2 separate regions of the Zea mays genome follow, and region 1 is linked to region 2. The links are chromatin contacts, called in public Hi-C maps. All regions are on one chromosome and are shown on one strand. Each heading gives the region's core, a stretch centred on a gene start, on an enhancer-like site or on the middle of the called end of the contact. The rest is flanking DNA. Distances are from core to core; before and after follow the strand shown.

The links. A called contact is a pair of places that touch in the nucleus more often than the background predicts.
Region 1: a contact with region 2 is called in a Hi-C map of leaf, with 2.0 times the contacts expected there. The contact joins two enhancer-like sites. A contact is called at or near these places in 5 of 25 Hi-C or Micro-C datasets (endosperm, leaf, seedling and 1 more).

Annotation. Positions count from the first base shown.
Region 1 is chr2:35,923,097-35,928,204 of Zm-B73-REFERENCE-NAM-5.0, forward strand. It overlaps LOC100383448 (putative RING zinc finger domain superfamily protein), which reads right to left. Exons shown (of 15, transcript NR_156721.1): 11 at 4,915-4,962; 12 at 4,540-4,611; 13 at 4,353-4,452; 14 at 3,990-4,116; 15 at 3,284-3,732. Among protein-coding and RNA genes, the nearest start is that of LOC100383448, 19 kb to the right of the region's middle. Within about 2 kb of position 3,070, at least 7 of the 20 cell types and tissues checked have an H3K27ac peak or open chromatin away from gene starts, as enhancers often do. A contact at or near this core is called in leaf, where this site is marked.
Region 2 is chr2:35,531,287-35,536,448 of Zm-B73-REFERENCE-NAM-5.0, forward strand. It overlaps LOC103646285 (DNA-directed RNA polymerase III subunit 1), which reads right to left. Exons shown (of 27, transcript XM_008671015.2): 22 at 5,133-5,162; 23 at 4,924-5,040; 24 at 4,757-4,839; 25 at 4,080-4,284; 26 at 3,763-3,965; 27 at 3,151-3,580. The coding sequence ends at 3,529. It also overlaps the pseudogene LOC103648548. Among protein-coding and RNA genes, the nearest start is that of LOC103646285, 30 kb to the right of the region's middle. Within about 2 kb of position 3,040, at least 17 of the 20 cell types and tissues checked have an H3K27ac peak or open chromatin away from gene starts, as enhancers often do. A contact at or near this core is called in leaf, where this site is marked.

The DNA.
Region 1 (5,108 bases), core at 1,820-4,319, 390 kb after region 2:
TACTCCAAGACACAAACAAGAGATCAAATCCTCTCCAAAGTCCAAAATCACTCCAAACATTTAGTGACTTGTGTCAGAGAGATTTTCGTGTTCATTTGAGTTCTTGTCGCTTGGATCGCTTTCTTCTTCCCCATTCTTGTTCTTCAAGCACTTGTAATCAAAGCAAGAGACACCAAGTTGTGGAGGTCCTTGTAGGGGTCTAAGTGACCCGTTTGATTAAAGGAGAAAGCTCACTCGGTCTAGGTGACCGTTTGAGAGAGGGAAAGGGTTGAAAGAGACCCGGTCTTTGTGACCACCTCAACGGGGACTAGGTTTGCAAGAACCAAACCTCGGTAAAACAAATCACCGTGTCACTCGCTTTATTTCTTGGTTGATTTGTTTTCGCCCTCTCTTTTGGACCCGGTTTTATTTCTAACGCTAACCCCGGCTTGTAGTTGTGTTTAAAGTTATAAATTTCAGTTTCCGCCTATTCACCCTCCCTCTAGGCAACTTTCACATATGAATTATCCAACCCACAGTCCTTCGGTTCACTAGAATAGTAGCACGAGGCTCACCGGCGATAGTAGAGCTCCAGTGAAGGGTCGGGTGAGATCGGGGATGTCACGGCGAATACGTCGTTGGTCGACTTGTCGTCGGTGGTGGAGGAGGCGTCCTGGCCACGTGCACGGGCGAAGAAACTCATCGATGGCGAGGATTCTGGCCTGACCACGACAGTAGAGTTCAATCACGTGACACTGGAAGCTTCACTAGATGTTGGAGAAGCTGTAGGCGTGAGTAATTTGACAATGGCACACCTGTTGGCTCTGGCCATGTTCACCTGCAGGACTCACAACTCCGGAGAGGGTGATCCCGCCATTCTGGTGAGGTAGAGCTTTGGCTCTTGCTTCGGGAAGCTTCACTGGGATCCAGTGAAGCTGACAGTGGGCTCAAGCTGGACTGGAGGTTACCGAGAACTGTTATCCACGGCGGTCGGCTCTCGGAGACGGTGGCGGGCAGCGGAGCTATCTGATCTCAAGCGATCGTCGGTAGGCAGAGCTTGGGTTCGGTTCATGGAAGCACGGGGAACGTCACTGGGGGTCGGGGCGGCTTTTATAGCACGGGCGGACAGGGTGGTGGCCGACCGTGGGCGTGTGGGGGGGCTCCAGAGTGCCAGCTCGTGGTGAACACGTGGTTGCGGTTCATATGCCTGTGTTCTAAATCATGTAGTCACTTGTCCGAGCCTGATCTCAGTGGGATTTCTGTACATGGCGTCTTCACCACTCCCTAAGCTAGCTCTCTTGTATGGGTGTTAAGAGATATTGTTCAGTGGTTTATAAGATATGGGAGGGAAAAGGTTGGTCTATCTCATAGTCCAAATATGAGGCAAAAAGGATGTCAAGTCGTGTCAAACTTCCTGGTCTCGAGGCCACCTTTTGGCATGTGTTAGATTATGTAATTAGGCACAACTTAGGTAATTATAGTCCACTGGTTTGGGGTTTGTAGCTTAGTGAACACTTAGGGTCTTTGTTGAAGGGCTGATTTTTAGTTAATGAGTTTTCTGATTTCTCCTCTCTTCTCACACACATTTGACATGATTAGGGATTTTGCTAAGCCTTTTCGGTGCTTAACCCTTAATAACTTTTGTTAGTTATTTAGTGAAGTATAACTTTTGTTAATGGCCCACTTTGTGATGATGGGATTTAATTAGTTTCCTTAATCACTTGTTTTTGGTGCCCCCCTTGCTCCCAAGGGGTAAACTTAGGGTTTTGGGTTAATTCCCTCCCTTTGATTACTATGAGGTGATTTAGTTAAATCATTTAGGATGGTTAGCACCTAATTAGAGCCTTGTTCTTTAAGTGTGGTGACTTTTGCTCTAAGTGATCCACATGAGATAATGGGTTAAGGACTGTGGGTTGGTTTGACCCCCTTTACTAACACCTGAGGTGTTACACAAATTGCCCACGTTCTGTGTTTGTTCCTCAATTGTGATTTGTTTCTTCCTCTCCCCTCTCTCTAGTTCTCTTGCTTGCGCTTGATTCCTTATCAACTAAGTTGGTCCCAAAGTAATTCTGCAATCATTTGAGCAACTTGGGCAAGAACTCTCTCTCCCTCACTCTGATTATTGTTACTCTCGTTGTAACGCCTACTGGGGGTTGAAGTTCGTGTTTAAAGTTATAAATTTCAGATTTCTCCCATTCACCCTCTCTAGGCGACTTTCAGTATCATGTGGTTTGTTGGTATCAAACACCGACACACACCGGTGCCACACTAGACATATCTAGTGAGTACAACCTCAAATGCATAGTTGCAGATCCTCAAATGCATAGTTGCAGATCTCACTAAGTACCATGTTATGTGATATGTTCGATGGTACACTAGACACGTTTGGTGAGTACTTAACCTTTTAGACATAGTTTACATCCTCTCTCCATACCCTATCTAGCACCACGTTCGATGGTACATCAGACATGTCCTATGGATGCTAACTGTTAGGCCACTTCTACAAACTCTCTTATAGCCCTATCTAATGCATCCTATCTAACGTTCACTATACACACTAGTGTTACACTCAAACATAATAGGGCACCCCTGTCTAGTGTCCCATATCTGTTGCACACAAAACATTTCCGATGCTATTGCAACACCAAAAACTCGTTTTTTGAGTTAGGTTTTGTTTCAAAGTTCTTTTTGTAGGACACTTAAGTCTAAGAGGTGGGTGAATTAGACAATCTATTTATCTAAGGCCTTTATTCTTTGCCTAATCAAAACATATACAATAAATGAAGTATTTATATGTAACTATGATTTTGTCTAATTATTTAAATGAAGCTTAATTCTAAATAAAGAATTGTATAAATATAAATATGTTTCGAAAGAACCTAGATCTACTGGAAGCGCGAAATATTTCGAGGTAAAAAACGATTCACAGTTATTAATCCGTTGGAAGCGCGTTTGAAAGCATCTCTTCATATTCTAACCAGAATAAGAGCCGTTCCGGTCATCCAAACAGACATTTTCACACTCAAGAACCGAGACAAACAGGCAGAAAGTTAAGTGTGTGCAGTCGGGCTCTACTGGCCCAGCAGACAACCACCGACACCGTTGTCTTCTCTGTAAACGCTAAAGGGCAGGAATTTGGCACCAGTCAACCACCACAATCACATGTAACAAGAGTTCCCTTGGAATTTCTGTAACAGGGTGACTAACTTTCTTTAAATTTGACCAATGCATCTTACATTACAACAGCACTACAACAGTTGAGTTCCTTTGGCAGCAGACGCCTCCTAGCTCCGCTACTTCCATTGAACAAAACATTGTTACAGATATGGATATACTTATATACACAAATGGGAGTGGATGCTGAGTTGAGGCTTCACATGCGCAGTCAGTCGACAAACAATCCATGATACACGAAAACCTACCCCCAGAGATCAGCTAATATTCAATTTTCATGTATGTTGTGTATCGCACGGCGCAACACCAGAAAATTCTCGACAAATGGGGTCCAAATCTCTAGCAATGACTGACACCGCTATCGATGCTGGCGATCACAAGCCTGGCAGGCTCTGGCAGATTTGGGGTTTGCATATGTGCACTGATCGCATGTCCAGATGTTACTATCATCCACACCTCGGGTTGAGCCGCCAGATTTGGAACTGCTGCTTGATGCCCTGTTCTTGCCACTCTTACTTTTACCACCGAGGCTCTTGGAAGTTGCGCTTTTGCTGCATGTGCCATGGCTAGTGGAAGGGCCTACATCATTTAATCCAGTTTCCAGAGCCCGGACGAGATTTTCAAAATAATTGCGAGTCACACTGTAAAATTAAAGATGTCAAATGGAAAAAAAAGGTCATGTTTTTGAATTTAGAGCCTTAGAGCTGGTCAAGTCCTCACGGGAAAAAAAAGGAAACACAGTAAACATCCACAGGGATACAACATAGCAGTTATTTTGTAATTTTGTTCATGTCATCAAAGCAAGCATAGATGGCATAGAAAGAAGTAACATGTACCTAGTTAATCCAGCCAACTTTGTACGGAAATCATTGAAGTCTTTCGAGGGAGATTCTGCGTCAAGGTATATTTGAAGTTCTTTCTCTGCACATTGATGTAGCCGCTCCAAACCAGATTCTGCCTCACCTAGATAAACGACACCAAGAATAAGCCAGTTTAGTACATAGGTAGGGCCGTAGGGGTGCAAGTCCTATTTCTTTTGGGTCACTGGGTTGACCCAAAACTCATTTGATTCAAAGCAAGAGTACGATAAAAATAGGCCAGCCAACCGACCCACTTTTACCCATTGGTGCCATCACTTGCATCCCTAAACAAAGTCTAATAGTCTGTACATGTTTATTTATGAGATCAAAACTGCAAACCTTGCAGATATTCAAAGAACTGTCTTTTGGCATGCTCATGCTCTGGCAGGTAAAATCCATAGGCATAAGTCCACTTCAATACCCTTCTGCATTCAACAATCTGTACATTGACATTAAACTGGTCAGGGTAAAGCAACAAGACTTGTCAAAAACTAAAGTTGGCTAACGAACAATAATGAAGTAATACCTGTAACCATGCCTCTACAATGAACTTCAGCTGTGACTCAGGTTGACTTTGTATGTCACTTAACCTTTCAAGCTGAAGAGAGAAATGGAGAAGTCAATGTTAGTACAAGTTCTGGATAGGTTACAGAGAGCTAAACTATAAGGTTGCTTGAAAAGGAAAACATTAAGCAAGCCATTCGGCTGCTTGCTTCTGCAGCAGCAGCTGCCGCCGCCGCCTGGACGCAGCTTCTGCAGCACATTTGTAGCCGCAGCTATTATCAAAACCGGCAGCCGAACAGCTTGAAGGTTCTTAATGTTCCAATTGTATATGATTTTATCAGGTTAATGTGAATGGGGGGATAAAGAAAGAAGATAAACAATGGAAAACATCATATACCTTGTCATTCTGTAGGCTTTGAAGGTCCCCCAGTGCCTTTTGCCTCGACTGCGCCATGAACAAAACAGATGTTCAAGTAACTAAAAAAGGTGCTCTAGGCTTCTAGCGCAAAGTAGTGATATGAGAACTGCAATATCGACCAACAGTCCACCATTTTTTTTCATCCTACAGGGTTTAGGCAGACAAGAACCCAA
Region 2 (5,162 bases), core at 1,790-4,289:
GTATGAGTCTTGCTAATTTGCATGCCTCGTGTATAGTCTCTCATGTCTCGGTAGCAGTATCAGATTCCTTCAACCATGGTCAAACCAACTGAAAGATTATAGAACAGTGGGAAAATGAACTCACTATAAGTCGAGACATTTTTGTTCTACACTTTGCCTTTACATGAGCAACATATATATTATCTTATCATCAGCTGCTCTTACCACAGCATGCTATCCAGAGTTCCAAACAACAACTCCAATAGAAATTTCAAATCCAAGAACAACAACCAGTAATGAGATATCTGCTCTTGTAAAACTGACAATATAAACTATTAATGACAAATCTTCAAGGCCTCCAACTTTATTTCTCAAGAAATTAATAGAGAAAATATATATTAAATTTACACCAGAACATCCATGAAAATCATGATGAAAACAAACTTACAATTTTGTACAGAGTTGCATGAAATGCGTGGCTTTAGCCTCGTTGAATCGGCACATAAGCATCAGATTTGGTTCTCAATTGTTGATTAAACTGCATCCCTTTTCCTTCCTTAACTCCTGAAACATCATCCACCTCCGCACCTCCTTTGCCTCCTCCAATCTTCCATGTGACGCATAGATATTAGCAAGCAGGACATAGTTCCCGGTATTACCTGGCTCAATCACAAAAAGCTTCTTGGCTACCTCCTTACCCATCTCAAGGTCCCTGTAGTTCATGCAAGCCCAAAGGAGTTCGTTAACATGTTCAGGTGGAGCTTTTTCTTGAATGAATGTTCAAGTGTAACTTATTGTTTGATATATTATTACACATCAAATATACCATTATGATAGTTGCTTCTCCAGATGAACCACATTTTCATATTTCTATTCTCGGGGACATATCGTGTGCAATCACTCATATCTGTGCAATCGTGCAATCATCCAATATGAGACGTTCAATCTATATCTGACGGTAGCTATTTCAGGGGGGTTTGGCAAATTTCAACGGTGTGTGAGGTGAAAGAATATAAATATAACGGCAGTTACCATTGGATACATATTTAATGTTTCAGATTCGTTGATTGCACAATGCACATGATATTTTACCATTAAATGTAGATAGTAAAATGTAGATAGTACCGTTATCTAGACAGGTTGAGTAGTGTCTTTCTACAGTCAACAAGAAGGCAGAGGAAGCTACCTTTAGAAGTTGATGAATAAACTGGGTAACATCCTTGCCTGTAATTGGAATAGATCTGATACTGCTCCCAATGACAACCATCAGCAACCGGAGTGCAAGTTCTTTAATCCAATCGATGAGTGCAAGATCACCTTGCGTGCAAATATAATTTAGGAACAAAATAGTCGTGAAATCAAACATAAATCACTTACAATAAAAACAATACAAATTGATCCATACGGTACTATGGAAGTTATCATCTCACCGTTACTCGCATTTCTAGCAAAAATTTTCTGCAGATAGCATCTTTCTAATTTCCAACCCAGCGAAGACAGCAAGTGCCCTTTGTGTTGTGTATACACGAAACACAAGCTTAAGATGAATCATCAGCTCCTAGGTGCATCAAGCCTTCTTTGTAAGCTTCAAATTCATCGCTCGACCAGCGACACACAAGGTATAGATGGAATGTCGCCATCTGTATCCCAAGCAGCCGCTGCAAGAGAGAGACCGAATGAGACTCAATACAATGGAGTAGAAAAGGATAAAAATGAGAACATGTCGGTTTTCACGTAATCTGGGCACAATGGAGCCTAAAGTTTAGACTGGTCATAAGTTACATAGTGAATTATGGATTTATGGCATATCTTTTAAATCAAACATATGACATGCATCACACGTACCAGAGTCTATGCTGCTTCTGGCGCAAGGGGCTTCCCTTCCTCACAAACTACATGGTCTGCAACTAACTCTACGACACCTGCACCAACAAATGGTAGACTGACTTTTTAATGACCTCTTGGCAGAATTTTAAGCATATATGTAATGCAGACGAGACAGCAAACCTTTGTTCAAGCGAACTGGAAGTCCTTGCTTGCGTAGAAAGGGCTCCATCTCATGTGTGAACTGTTCTAGAGGGCCTTCCTTAAGCTCAACCTGAGGAATTGTAAATGTTTTTTTAAAAGGTTCTGTAAATTTGGCGAAACACATTATACAGGAAACCAAAAATGGCACTAAGGAGCTACCGCAAATAAGTTTCATTGTCAACTTCCTAGTGAGTCTATTTGAAGAAACCAAACCAGGGATATAAATGAAAAAGCAAAACCAGAATACCGTATCTGCCGCAGTACATCCTGTCCTTGCAAAATCATGCTCCTCAAATTCTCGAAACATCCTGCCAGTATGATATACATGGCCATATCAAAATCTTCATATATAAAGCTAAAACAAGAAATGCGAGTAACGGTGACGGCATCCGGATACTACCTCTCAACATCATCCCTTGGAAGATTGGTGAAGAACAGACCAGAGTTGCCTTGAAGGAACTAAACACAGCGAAGTTACTTCGGTCAAAACCTCATACTGATGGTCTGAGGAAACTGGAATACAGCGCCTACTAAATTTCGAAAAAGGGAACAGCTCTCGCCTTGGAAAGTTTGTGGAGGCCTGTCTCAGCTTCATCAGCAGGCGGACGCCCCAACGCTATCTGCATAACCTTCTTCCCAGCGAGAAATATCCTGGAACAGAAAAATATTGTGGCGGGTGTATCGTGGCTTGCGGGCGTTCGCGGCGGCTGGCGTTCGCGGCGACGGGTGGGGTTCGCAGCAGCAGGCGGGGTTCTATTGAGCTCGGGGCGGATAGAGGCAGGCGGGCGAATTGCAGCGGCAGGAGGTTCCCGACGGGCGAGGTTGTTCGCGGCAGGTTGCGACAGGTCTCGGCGGGCGTACCGCGGCACGGCGTGCGGGCTGTTCGCAGCGTTTGCGGAGCGGTCGCGGCAGACGCGATTCGCGGCGGTGGGGCGTTCGCTTCTTGCGGTTGGCGACGGTCAGGGGTCGCGACAGGCGGTTGGCGGCGGGCGAGGTCGCGGCGGGATCGGGCGGACGGTTGTTGGCGGGGGCAGTCTACAGTATGGTCTTAATAGTTAGTACAGATACAGATATATATATATATATGCAGTAGGCCTAGGCCTAATGGGCCTTAACAGCAACCATCTCACTGAAGTATCGTGGTTTGGCAAACACGCGTGTAATTCTTAATTCTCATTGTATTATTATTTTTCCTTTACAACACAGATATTTATCTAGTCAAGAAAAAAACAATGATTCTTCCCAGGCTTCATTAGCCTGCAGAGATATGTAACACGATCATGTACCACTGCCTAGAAGATGTAGCAAGTGTTTGCCACAATTTTACTCTCGCATTTGCCGATGCAGCCGAAGAGGGAGTTGTTGACCTAGAGTCTGCCTCATGGAGATGGAACGAGACTAGTTAGATGTTCACCGGAGAAATGACAAGCCGCCAGGGTTGCCCTAGGCTACGCTACGCTATGCATGTATGACCCAGCTATATATATGTACAGAGTTCCAGCTTCAGTCCACATGTATGTATCACGACAGTATCGGGTCCGGTTGGTACTTGAATTCAGGCACATGGTCGAGCCTGCAAAGGGAAATGGCATCAAATCAACAATATCATGTGGTTTGTTTAGAAACACAGGTACCACCGGAAAATTTCAAGTAAAAAAAAAAGATGGCAAACTTTTCAACAAGCTGGATGAGAAGTTCAGTGCAAAGTGTGTTGCGCCGTACCACAGTTTAAGGGTATAATAAAATTGTACGTACCTTTGCCTGACTTTGAGAATACCGGTACCGAGCTGCATGGGAATGCCCATGATAATGCATTCACTAACTCCCTCTATCTGATCCTGACGACCACTGTATGAGGCATTGAATAGATGTTCTGCGGTTTTCTCAAATGAAGCAAGCATCAGCACACTGCTTTTCATCTTTGCAATGCCGTATCTAGTAATGCCGAGAATTTCACCCTGCTCAGGGAATTCACACAAGTAAAACGGGTGAAGGTCTTTAAGCATGTAATAAAGCACATGGACAGTAGGAAAAACATCATCCATTTTCCAGAGAAGGTCAGATCATGATACCTTGTATGTCATTAAATCTGCCAAGAGCATCATATGTCTCCGATCAATGTTCATGCCATGACTTTTCATTGTGTATTGAATCTCATCAATAATAGATCTCCTAGCAGCTTCAATTCCAAGTGTTTGGTTCGTTTCCATGATGTGATTACTTTTCGTCTTCCTAGCATCAACTCCTGGGGTACCCATGACTGCCAGGAGGTTTGTTCTGTAATTACACATTTCTTTGATTAGCGCAGATCATGTCAAATGATACTGCATAAGCCATGCTAAGGCGTTTCTCAAAAAAAAAACATGCTAAGGCGAAACAGCTTTGATCTTGCCGTTCTTACTAACACGAAACTAGTTTTAAACGTGCAATTGAAGGTTACCAAAGTGAAGGTTACTGCTGCTAAATCAATAAAAAGAAATGCTAACTCCGATTATAAAAACATGCTGTTCAGGACATGATTTAGTGAAGCCTTAAAAACTATAAACAACAATAACTTTTACATTATTTATTTTGAAAACATGCAAATGTAATTATCTAGTTCGAAAACATGCAAGTTGAATGTGTATAATTGTACTGAAAAATACTTGCAAAATATCATAAACTTCGAAGGTTTTAAGAACATACCCTACAAAAACTACTGGTCAAATGTGACATTTTTTTCTTGTTTTGGGGGGGAGGGGGAGCTTACCCTTCAACCAACAATTGGTATCTTTCTGTCGCGTTGTTGACTTTAACTTCATCAATAACAACCCTTTCAACAGTTGGAATGCCCTGAATTTATAATTCTAGAAAGGTCAGCAATGATCATGGTATTATAAATATTTTTACAAGCGAAAATGGCAGGAAATTGTTCACCTTCACAATCACTTTTGGAAGGATGGATTTGAGGTTATGCAGTTCAAGCTGAAGTTTGAGCTTGTCAGTTCCAGCTGGATATATTCGCAACTTGGCTCTATCAATGACTCGGACATGCTGCAAAAAATCATTTGACTGTAAATTGCAAACACAGATAACTAATAATAAATTTTCCACCTGATGTATCAAACTTGGAACTTTGTTTATACCTCAGATTTTAACTTAAGCTTTGGATGATT